3 separate regions of the Mus musculus genome follow, and all the other regions are linked to region 1. A link is a contact called in public promoter capture Hi-C data. All regions are on one chromosome and are shown on one strand. Each heading gives the region's core, a stretch centred on a gene start, on an enhancer-like site or on the middle of the called end of the contact. The rest is flanking DNA. Distances are from core to core; before and after follow the strand shown.

What was found. Promoter capture Hi-C pulls out the DNA fragments that hold promoters and counts their contacts.
Region 2: a contact with region 1 is called in a promoter capture Hi-C map of liver, with 4 times the contacts expected there. The contact joins the promoter of Zfp369 here to the promoter of Fastkd3 in region 1. A contact is called at or near these places in 2 of 39 promoter capture datasets (liver and pre-B cells) and 1 of 484 Hi-C or Micro-C datasets (CD4 T cells).
Region 3: a promoter capture Hi-C map of pre-B cells shows a contact between it and region 1. The contact joins the promoter of Mfsd14b here to the promoter of Fastkd3 in region 1. A contact is called at or near these places in 2 of 39 promoter capture datasets (cranial neural crest and pre-B cells) and 2 of 484 Hi-C or Micro-C datasets (CD4 T cells and rod photoreceptor).

The regions. Positions count from the first base shown.
Region 1 is chr13:68,580,070-68,584,280 of GRCm38.p6, reverse strand. It overlaps Fastkd3 (FAST kinase domains 3), which reads right to left and starts at 2,071. Exons shown (of 7, transcript NM_027123.5): 1 at 1,931-2,071; 2 at 1-742. The coding sequence starts at 719. It overlaps Mtrr (5-methyltetrahydrofolate-homocysteine methyltransferase reductase), which reads left to right and starts at 2,112. Exons shown (of 15, transcript NM_172480.3): 1 at 2,112-2,216; 2 at 3,566-3,730. The coding sequence starts at 3,602.
Region 2 is chr13:65,277,131-65,280,791 of GRCm38.p6, reverse strand. It overlaps Zfp369 (zinc finger protein 369), which reads right to left and starts at 1,938. Exons shown (of 8, transcript NM_178364.5): 1 at 1,805-1,938; 2 at 1,452-1,531; 3 at 404-530. The coding sequence starts at 1,820.
Region 3 is chr13:65,111,251-65,114,897 of GRCm38.p6, reverse strand. Mfsd14b (major facilitator superfamily domain containing 14B) reads left to right here and starts at 1,916. Exons shown (of 12, transcript NM_133680.3): 1 at 1,916-2,394. The coding sequence starts at 2,281.

The sequences.
Region 1 (4,211 bases), core at 822-3,321:
ACCAGCTTCAGGGTCTCACAACTCGCACCTTGAAGCATGGCCAGACTTTCCCCAAGGACACAAAGATGGTGGACTTCGAGGTTGCCTCTTTGGAGACGACGTTGGCATTCTGCCACCAGGCTCAGCATCAGGCTACTTTGAGGATCTGCAGGCAACAACGTAAGCAGAGATTGCAAAGCTGTCACCAAACCAGCATTGGTCAGGTGTGAGGGGTCTCGCTCACACCGGAGGCAAAGAGCCTGGAAGGCACGGTTCTCCAGCACTCCTTCTGGCAGCCTTTGCTCACCATCCCTCCTCCCTATCTCACAGATCCTGAGTAGAGCTGCCATTGCCAGAGGGACAGGCAGGGTGTCCAGGGCACTTATGAAACTCAGCACTTCCTCAAAGGAAGTGAAGTAGCTTAGTCTCCTGAAAAGCATCTCTTCATCCTCGTTTTGAAGACTCTGTCCTGGCTGGTTCCATTCCTGCGCCTGGGAGGACCATGGCTCGCCCACGGGATGAAAGTCATTTCCCTTTTCTGAGTGGAAGTTTTTACAGTATGCGTGATGGAATCTGACCCTGAACAGCTCAGGTTGTAGGGAGCAGAAGCACACACTCAGGCGATCTGTGACTGCCTTTGGGGCATGACTGGCAGGGTGAATTTTCAGAGCAACCACAGCTCCAGGTATCCAAAGAATGGACTTATGACAAAAGGCCCTCCGCAGGGTGATGAACGCCATGCCATAGAATTCACAACATGTGACTTAGCATAAGAAAAACAAAAACAAAAACCATGGTCAAATGCTGAGAAAGACAACACCAACGCTACGAAACTAAGAATGAGTATCCCATGACAAAGATTAAAAAAAAAAAAGAACCTTGCAAAAATATTTTAAAAACCAAGGTTTACTTTTCCCACCGAGCCAGGAAACAAGAGAAAGCCTGGGAAGGGGGTCCCCACTCTCCTGGTCCTGATTGCCACACCCAATTGGCTGACACCCAACAGTTGCACCATAACTAGACAAGGCACCGGTAGAAGACATGCACACCCCTTTCTAGGCAGTGTCACTAGGTTTTTTTTTTTAAATGAACTATGCCTTATATCTAAACTCCTTGAGTCCTATGTGTATGTAAGGATCTCAGATTAATGTTTTACCACAACGTAATTCCTCTTCAAAGGCCATGTTCTATGGACAAAGTGAAGGGTGTGCACCAAGGCATGTCTCCTTTAATATGTTTAAAGTTGGCTGCTGATTAAATAGCCCCCCAAACCCCATAATCCTATACATAAGTTACTACTCAGGCTTTCAGGCTTACGCGTCTCTTCAGTTTTCAAAAAAGGCTATTTTTTGAGTAATCAGAACTCATTGACCTTGCTGCGCTCTGGCTCATTCTGAAATTTCTTTTCAGTGGCCCTTGAACACCTTAGTGTTGTCGGGTAGACTGAAGCATCATAGGGCTGACTTCCTGTGGCTTCACTGTGTCTGGGCGAGATGCTGGCTCCTAACCCTAACTGCGATCGCTGCCCAGCCCTTACTTTAAGTCCTGCCTATGGGCTAGGTTACTGTAATTCAGTTCGTCTGGTTGACGCTTTTCCCGCTAAGGACCCTGCAGCCCAAGGAAACCACCTCTGTGTACAGTGAAGCTGGGCGCGAAGAGGAAGAGCTGGAATTCAGATTCTACCTCCAAATCTCGACACTCACGTGATGGGGAAAGGGAACGTCAATGTTGATAATTGCGAGAGAGGAGGAGCAGCCGACAAGATTCAAACTCCGGGTATGAGCCGGGCAAAGCATGGTAATTCGCGCTGAGAAGCTGGGCTGGGGCTCACGCACAATCACAGAAAAGCAAGCGGAGCAGGGCAACGGCGGAGGCAGGCGCCGCGCGACCGGACCGGAGCCCACGGAGCACGAGTGGGGAAGCCCGGGGGTCCTAATCCCGAGACACTTACCGAGCGGCTCCAAGCCGCACCCGGGACAGGACAGACACGGAGCTTCCGAGCCCTGGGAGCGTCCGTACACGGACGCTGCCCCTTACCTGGAGAACATTCCGGCGCGTGCGCGGCACTAAGGCCACCCACCCACCCACATCCGGCGATCAGCGATTGGCCCAGGTCCGCCCGCATGTCTGTTGGCGGTCGTGCGGAGCATGCGTGCTGTGCCGCGCGCGTGCGCAGTGCTCCCGGACTGTGCCTGTCGGAGGAGAACGGGGTTCCGCGCGGGAATTCGCGCCTGGAGGTATTCGGCGGGGGACGGCGGGAGCGACGGAAGCGGTGGGGGAGCCGGGACTCGCGCCTGCGCAGTGGGGATGAGCCGCTGAGTTTTCCGGACCGCGGTGGGGTTCACGGGGAGCACTTGGGAGGCGGACCGCGGTGGGGTTCACGGGGAGCACTTGGGAGGAGTCGGCTCCGCCACCTTTCCCAAAACCTCGTGAGCTCGCACGTGTCACCCATTGGTCCTGTCGAGTCTGTGGCAGTGCTTCCCGATGAACCTTTGAAGGGTTTGTGTCCTAGCTCCCCAGCGGATAAGCCACAAGTGCTTAGAAACTAACTAGAGTTGATTCACTCAGGAAAAGATAATTTTATATAGGCCGGCTACCACTCAGCGTTAGCCACTGGATAGAATGGCGGAGTGTGGAATCCCAGAGCCCTTTATCTTCTTTTTCTCTTGGTTATCTCCGGGGTAAGGCATGAATTAGAAATACCGTCTCTGTGTAAAGTCCATGTACGCTGACTACTGATAGATGCAATGATGCCATCTTTGATGACGACCAGTGCTTTGATTAGGATCTAGCAGGAAACACGAACTCCCCAGTTTCACGTGAACATTGTACAGTTACAGTTTTGGTTTTTTAAAGATTACTTATTTATTTTATATATATGAGTATACTGTGGCTGTACTGATGGTTGTGAACCATCATGTCGTTTCTGGGACTTTGAATTCAGAACCTTTACTTGCTCCGGAGGATCCTGCTCGCTCCAGCCTAAAGGTTTATTTATTATTATATGTAAGTACACTGTAGCTGTCTTCAGAGGCACCAGAAGAGGGCGTCAGATCTCATTAGGGATGGTTGTGAGCTACCATGTGATTGCTGGGATTTGAACTCAGAACCTTGGGAAGAGCAGTCAGTGGTCTCTTAACTGCTGAGTTACAGTTTGTTTTTGTTTTTTGTTTTTGTTTTTTGTTTTTTTTTTGCTTTGTTTTTAAACGGCAGAAACAATAGCCTTTGTAAGCGACACTGTGTTTGAGCATGGCTTAGCCCCTTCACCATTCAGGCTTATGATCCTAATTCAGAGTACAAATGGGCAGAAAGGCAGATCACTCCTATAGTTAGGCACTAATGAATGACAGACACTTGCAAGACCCAACAGTAGCTAGAAATCAAGAGTGGGTTTCACGCCATCAGGGACAATTCAAAAACGTCACTTTTGTATACCTCCTGTCTTAATTCTCTCATACTGCGATTCGTTTAAAATCAGTGCTAAGGAACAAGTTTAGAGAAGGCTGTTTGAAATTATGTTTGGGTGTCCTGCGGGCTACCTGCTTCATTAAACAGTGTACCCCTTTCTTCCTTTTGTGGTTTTTAGTCTCACTGTTAGAGTTGCAGCTGATGACCTGAGGTGATGAGAAGGTTTTTGTTACTTTATGCTACACAGCGAGGACAGGCAAAGGCCATAGCAGAAGAAATAAGTGAGCAGGCTGTGTCACACGGGTTTTCCGCAGATCTTCACTGTATCAGTGAGTCAGAAAAGGTAAGAGCAGCTATTCCTGTGCATTTTCCTGTACTTTGTTGTGGAATGAGGCAGTATACCCATTTTTTGTTGCAGGGGGTTTGCCCAAGCTAGCCTTGAACTCACATTGTAGCTTTGGAGAAATGAACTTTGGATCCTCCTGCCAACTAGCTGAGTCTAAACACAGAATTATACATTTGAATTAGGTTTAAAAAAAACCTCACAGCCTCATTGCACTGCAGCCCATCTTCACTAGGATAGCTCCTGTTGCTCCTCGGTTCTTTCATTGTTTTAAAGTGTGTTTGTTTATTGGGACAGAACAGGGCTCTTTGTAGACCAGGCTGGCCTTGAACTCTAGAGAGCCACGGGCCTCTTTTATCTTTGTTTCTGCCTCACCTTGACCCTGTAAAACCCCTTTGCTCATGTTACTTGTGTGTGTGTGTGTGTGTGTGTGTGTGTGTATGTGTGTGTGCATATACCTACCCATGTACTGCCTTGCTGC
Region 2 (3,661 bases), core at 689-3,188, 3.3 Mb after region 1:
GGTTCTGCAACCCTATAGGTGGAACAACAATATGAACTAACCAGTACCCCCAGAGCTCGTGTCACTAGCTGCATATGTAGCAGAAGATGGGCTAGTTGGCCATCATTGGGAAGAGAGGCCCCTTTGTCTTGCAAACTTTTTATGCCTCAGTACAGGAGAATCCCATGGCCAAGAAGTGGGAGTGAGTGGGTAGGGGAGCAGGGTGAGGGGAGGGTACAGGGGTAAATGAAGAAAATATCTAATAAAAAATTTAAAAAAAAAAGAAAATGTCAGAGTTGGGTGGGGGCAGGTAGAGTCAAGCCTGGCATTGAACTTCTAATCCTCCTCCACCTCTGAAGTCCTGGAATTAAAAGCGTGCTGCACCCACCCAAACAAGTGTTTATTAAAGTGGAGCCTGGCTTACCTACTGAAATCATGTTATTGAGGTTCTCCATCATGATTTCCCTGTACAGGCACTTCTGTTGGCGATCTAGCAGTGCCCACTCTTCCTCGGTAAATCTCAGTGATACATCTTCAAACTTCACAGATTCCTAAAAGCCATAAGATGCAGTTCAGCCGCAGGTTTTCCTCTTCCATGGTGTCAGAAAAATAGAAAGGCTGAGCAAGATGACCCAGCTACATTTTACTTATCTCATGTTCCTTTGTCTGAATCCTTGAGCAAATCGGTCTGACACTAATCAGGGGACAAGTGAGACTGTGGTCTATGAAAACCTGTTCATTTCTCACTAACCAGGGGATAGGACTGTTGGCTCCCATCTATACCTCTTTTCTTGTTTTTGAATTATCACTTCTTTAAAGTAGCTGCTGAAAACTAAACATGAGCCTCTTATCTTCTAACACCTGTCAGTTTCTCTCAACCAGATCCCCAGCTTTTGTTGTTGTTGTTGTTGTTCTGTCGAGATAGGGTTTCTCTGTATAGCCCTGGCTGTCCTGGAACTCACTCTGTAGACCAGGCTGGCCTCAAACTCAGAAATCGGGCCTGCCTCTGCCTCCCAAGTGCTGGGATTAAAGGCTTGTGCCACCAAAGCCTGGCCAGATCCCCAGCTTTAAAAAAAAAAAAAAAAAAAGTTGAAAAGGACTGGTGAGATGGCTCAGTGGGTAAAGGCTACCAAGCCTGAGTTTGATTGATCTCCAGGACTCATGTTGAAAGAAGGGTAGCAATCCGGAAAGGTGCCCACAAGCAGGCAATAGCACACATGTGCATACCCACACACAAAATAAATGTAATAGAAACATTTTTTGTTTTTGAATTGAAAAGCTTCAATCTGGCTTGCCTCAATCTGGCTTGCCAGTTCCAGTTCAGAAATCGGTTTGTTTGTTTCTTCTATTCTAACCCCCCTCTTGGGCAGTCCTTCAACTCCTCCCGTAACTCTAGGGTATTTGAGAGCAAACATCTCACCACTAGCCGGCCCCTGAGCCGTCACAAAAGCTGAAAAGAAGCCTTTACTCACATGGGGCCAGGTTGTTGGAAGCGTGGAAGCCATACTGTCCTCAGTGTTCTCTAGCGGTAGGAGGCAGAATGCTGATCGTCCTGAAGGTGGAAGAGGCACTAAGGAATGTGCCCAGTGGCTCCCCCACTTCTGCCCATATTCCGACCTCTGCAGGACATAACCAGTCCGCCCCAAAATTGCCAAGTGCCCAGTGAGTCCTCTCCCCGACTCCCATAAGCTTACAAAACAGGTTCCCCTCTAACCGAGAGGGGATGGTTGATGTCCTCCAATCCAGAATGCGGTCGGTTTTCTTAAACCGTGTTCCCCATCTAGAACGGGATGCCTCCTCAGGATCCGGACCCACGACTACACACCTTCTCCGGGGTCCATAGAAGTGGAGCCACTAACGAAGCCGACACTGGACTCCGGAGGCTGCAAATGAAACAGAAGATAGGAGTTGTCCCCGACGGGCTTTCACGCAGCGTTACGAGTGCTTGCGATAAACACAATGGCTCTTGCCTGTCGGTCTAGCCCCTGAGTCGGCTCGCTGGTCCGGACTACAACTCCCAGGCGCCCCCGCGGACGTCGAGCGGCGGCAATCTGTTGGCGTCCTTCCTGTTGGCAGGCTAAGCCGAAGTCCGTAAGCGTCTGCTACTGGCTGCTAAAGAACTAGGATGAAGCCTTTGAAGGAGGCTACTAAGATGCTAAGCATCTCCGTGGACAGAGACCGAGACTAGGAGGGAGTCGAACCCACTAACAGGAGCAAATGAACTTGGACAAACCGGAAGAAGTGCTGGTGTTAGATCGGCTGGGGGATGCTCGCCTTGTAGCAGAGTAAGGAGGGCGGAAGGAGGGCGGAAGGAGGGGACACACAGAATACACAGCTCGACTAGTGTAGAGGGGAGGGACCCGGATGGGGACTGGCTGTGGGTCGAAGGCAAGAGAAGACAAAGTCATTTAACCGAGTTTCCTTAGGGGAAGGAGAAAAGAATGCAATCGTGCTGTAGTTTCAGCGGTGTCCTTAAAGGGAGAGGAAGAAAGGACTAAACCGTAGAAACAGAAAGCCATTAGGCATTGGAATTAAAATTTTACTCGTTTCTATGAGAGGACAGGCGTTTGCGTCCAGATCTGTAGAGTGAGCAGGGTTGTATGGTTTAGGCAGGGTTGTATGGTCTTACAACGTTTAGGTGGTAAGTGTGGAGACCTGGTGGACTTGAAGGATATGGTAGGCTACACTAAATGTCCTCTCCAGTTTTCCCCAGCAGAGGAAGGGATGTAGTGAAAATTCTAGAATTTTGGTTTCTTGAAAAAAAAAAAAACCAAATATTATAAGAAGGTGCTTTTATTTTGATTCCGGGTATAGGGACGTAGGGCTGCTTCCGACTGCCTGAAGCAACTGACCATGATTTATTTGCCTTGTGCTCTAGCAGAATCGCGGTTCTGTCTGCAGCAGAGTTTTGGTAATTGTGTTATATTTGGAACTCTGGGAACTTTTCAGAGGGTATATAAATGTTAGAGCCCGATAGGCTGGGGGCTGGGGTGGGCCAGTTGTTGGTTGTATAGGGAGGAGGTTGGTTGTAGTTTGTTAGTAGCTGAGGCCAAAGGAGAAGCAAGAGAAAAGAAATCAGATTCGGGGATCTTCCTAATCACTCTCTCCCCTCTACTCTTGTTCCTTTCCTGTCTAGTGTTAGGGGGTAGAAAGGGGGGTAAGGATAATAATGGGAGGAAAAAGAGAACCGACAAAGTAGCAAAGACCAGTTACAAAGGGACACGGAGGATCAGAGATGTATGAGGAGAATTAAAATTACCCTCAGTCCCAGGGAGGCTAACTGTAAATATCCATGCATATGGAGAGCTCTTAGGGCAGCTTCTAGGAATTTGGCAGAAATTTGACATTAGACTAGAACACAGAAGTAGGCTCAGGCAAGAATTTGACTTTGGGCTAGGACAAGAAAGTAGGCTCAAGATCTTGATCATCTTGTAAGTCCCTGAATACCACGGGACCTTGTTTATTGCCTTGTTTGTTCCTTGACTGAAAACTGACCTTATTCTCTGCATGTACTTAGAATGGCATAAAAACAGACTGGAGAAAAATAAACCCACTTCAGCCTCTGCACAGGTTTGAGTGGTATTAAGTCTAATTGTCTTTTTCTTTTCAATCCTCACTCCCTCCCTTGAGACCCTGTTGACTGACTGAGCTGGCTTGATCACACACAGGGATTCATTTGTAC
Region 3 (3,647 bases), core at 667-3,166, 3.5 Mb after region 1:
ACAAATCTGTACAGATTGCTTAATGACTATGAGCCCATACTGCTCTTTCAGAAGATTTGAGTTTGATTCCCAAGATAGGAGTTCAGTTCTCAGTTCCTATGCAGGGTGGATCACAACTTCCAGTAGCCCTACCTCCAGGGAATAGGCCACTTTTTAAAGGCATCCATGATTACCCATGTGCATCACACATCCATATAACACTCAGACTTATGTATATAAATAAAAATAAAAATGGCTTAAAGGTGGTGCACTTGATGAGTTTCATGTCCCAACACTACACATCAAGGCATCAAACATGGTTATATATACTTGCATGTGTACATGTTTTCCCTGCATGTGTGTATGTGTGTGTGTACCATGTATATGCTAAGGCCAGAGAGTGTGTCAGACCCCCAAATCTTGAGTTACAGTTGTGTGATGCCACACTGGTGCTGGTGCTGGGAACAGAACTTCTGTCCTCTGCAAGGACAGCAAGTGCTTTTAGTTTTGCGTCATCCCTCCAGTCCTCCAGGTTACATTTAAATCATTGCAGTTCAATTTGAGTTTTCACAAACTGGAATTTATTCAAAGAATATCTGAAAGACACGAGGTCCAGGCTGGCATTTTAACCAAATGGTATTAGATGTTTTTGTGTAGGTAGTATAGAGGGCAGGCTCAGAATCAACAAAACATGGTTGAAACAGAAGGAAAACTTAGGCTCATTAAAGGATATTGAGAAGCCAGCCCATCTCAATTCGAGTCTATAGCCAAGTTAAGTTTCTGTTTACTATAAAACTTGAAGTTTATATATTTCTCAGAGATGGGCTGCACCCTAGCCCAGTAACCATAGAATGTACTGTAATACCTCCCGCCCCAGCTACCTGTTTTTGAGAATGTTCTATACCAATACCCATTGTTCCATGACCCACTTTAACCTTGACCACCTGGTTTCACTTCTGTATCTACGATTCCATGCAAAATCCCCCACCCCATGGTTTTGCCCTATATAAAGGGCTTGAGAAGTTGGCTTGGGGCTGGTATTGTGAACCCCGTTTTAGGGGGAGACAGCTGCTGATTTGTCTCTGGTTTGTACACAATAAATCTTGCTTTAAACTGGCCATAATTTGGGTTGGTGATCTTTCGATTCACGTCTGTGAGATTAACAATATAATTTACAAAAATGACAGAAATCTGTAAATGTGCTTGACTTGTTTAAACATTCTGTCTCCAGTTATATTTAACAATTAAGAACAATGTCCAGTGTGGTGGCTTAAACCGACACCCAGCATATGGAAAACTGAGGCAAGATCATCAACATGTATTTAAGGCCAGCCTGGGTCATATATGAAGAAGGGTTGAGGACAATCTGCCTGAGATTGTGGATAAGAAAGTTCTAGGTTTAGTAAGTGCGAGCGTGCGTGCTTGCCTCTGGGGAGTGAGCATAGCTAGAGCCTATTGGAATACCAGGGAAGTGCTCTACCACTGAGCAATATATTCTGTGTAATTTTCTGTTAATCAGTGCATGGTTGGAGGCTTCTGAAATCCTGTCAATTGTAGACCACTTCCCCATTGCAGGATTACAGTTCCAGGGGCTGTGTGTCAGTTTGTTCTTTTTATAACTATCATCCTAGGAAAGGGGATAACATTTGAAATGTAAATAAAGAAAATATCTAGTAAAAAATCATTTACTTGGGGTAGGGGCTGGAAAGAACTCAGTTCCTATGCTACCTAAGGACCCAAGTCAGATCCCTAAAACCCACGAAAAGGGGGAAGGTGGGATGACGTGCAGTTGGAATTCTAGCCCGGGGTAGGAGTAAACAGTCCCTAGGACTCGCGGGCAGTCTAATCCAATCAGGAACGCTTTGGGTCCTTCCAGTCTCCGTTAAAATCTATAGGCCTGGAGTCCCTAGAAGATGACGCAGTTTTGATGCGCTACGCAGTCTGGGCGGAGCTTGCCCGAGCTTCTGGAGAGGGGTGGGCGTTCTAGGCGGGAGCTGCCTTTGCTGAGTTCTCCGGGCGGGACGCCGTCTCCCGACTGTTCGGGCGCTACTGAAAACTACTCACTGCCAGTGTCGGGGTCCTGTGTTCACGACCACCACTGAATAGTTGAGGGCCCTGTTCGCTTCCTGCACGGATCCAGCCTCGGCGTCCTCTCAGCAGCCGGTGTCGCCACTGGCGCCGCCGCCCGAGCGGCAGGCCGCTGCGGATCGCGGAGCCCATGAAGGCTCGGGCCCCGCCGCCGCAGTGGCGGCGTCGCCAGTGTCTTGGAGCGCTCCGAACCTGCTCTGGCATGACGGCGGCATGAGCACGGACGGGGAGTCGCCGGAGGAGCCGAGGTGGAAGGCGGTGGCCTCACCCAAGGCGTCAACCATGCCTGAGAAGCGCGGGAGCGCTCAGGCCGCGAGCGGCAGCTGGGTAAGTTTTGACTGGGTTCGGACAGGGACTCTGGGATTGTGGCTGTTCTAGGAGAGCCAGGTTCTTTGAAAAGCTGGCTTTCCTATCAACTCCTCCCCAGACGAACCTCTAGGAGATTTGGTTATTGATTCAAAAGCCACCAGACGCGGGACAGTAATATAATTTGGATATAATTCTGTGCAAATTGACAGAAATCTTCTGGGCACAGATTTTGTCCACAGCAACTTAGACAGTGTGTGTGTGTCAGTCTGTCTTAAAGCCTTCATTTTTCGCAGTCTCCGGAATTGCCTACAGGGATGCTGGAGGTCAAAGTGGGAGGCGCCTGATACTTCCTCCTCCTCTGGGTTTCAGAAGTGGCCTTAGTGTAGTAAGAGGAAGCTGAAGATCTCTGTACCTGAAGGTGAAAGTTCAGCCTGATCTCCTTTAGTGACATGTAAAGTTGAGATGAGTTTGACAGCTAGGGAAGGCTTATTTTCCTTGACCTGGATTCACAGTACAGACCTTACCAGTGCCACTTTTTCTTCTTCTTCTTTTAATGGTTGGAAACTAAGCACAGGGACTAATGTCATTTCTTCAGTCATAAGTATAAAAAGGATTTTTGGGGAAGGATCTACTTAGGACTTAAAACTTAAAGTTTTGCAGTGAATTGAGTACAAACTCTTGCAACTATGGGAAAGTTTGTTCAATGAGAAATAGGAATTTATTTAAATATGATATGTGTGGTCATGTGTTTTTCCTGTTTTTAAGCTTGCATATTTAATTTCTGTTAAAGAATACTAAGTGGTTCCAAGTGCATACTTGACTGTGTGAATTCATCTTTGGTACAATTGGGAGGGTAGAGAATTAGTAGTATGCAGAATGAAATCTCAAGTCAAAATTCAAACATGCAAAAATTTTGAGGTAAAACAGAACCACATACTATATCACATAGTATATTTTAGTAAGGGCTTACTAGGTACAAAATTGCTGCAACTCTCAAAAGTCTGCCAAGTACAGACCTTAAAGTCTTGTTCTGTCTGCATTCTTGTGGCTCATTTCCTTGATGTTTTAGACCTAGAGTAGAGCTGGCTTTTAGTCCTGATTCTACCAGAGTTTTACCACTCAGTGCCTGATCTGTTAAATGGTCATGTATTGAAGAAGCATAGGGGGATAATTTTTTTTCCCAAAGCTAAGGTTTTTCTAATGTAGAAAGCTTACCTTGTGGGGTAATTTCTGTAAAATTGGTTTTTCTCATTAAATAGGTTACACTTTAC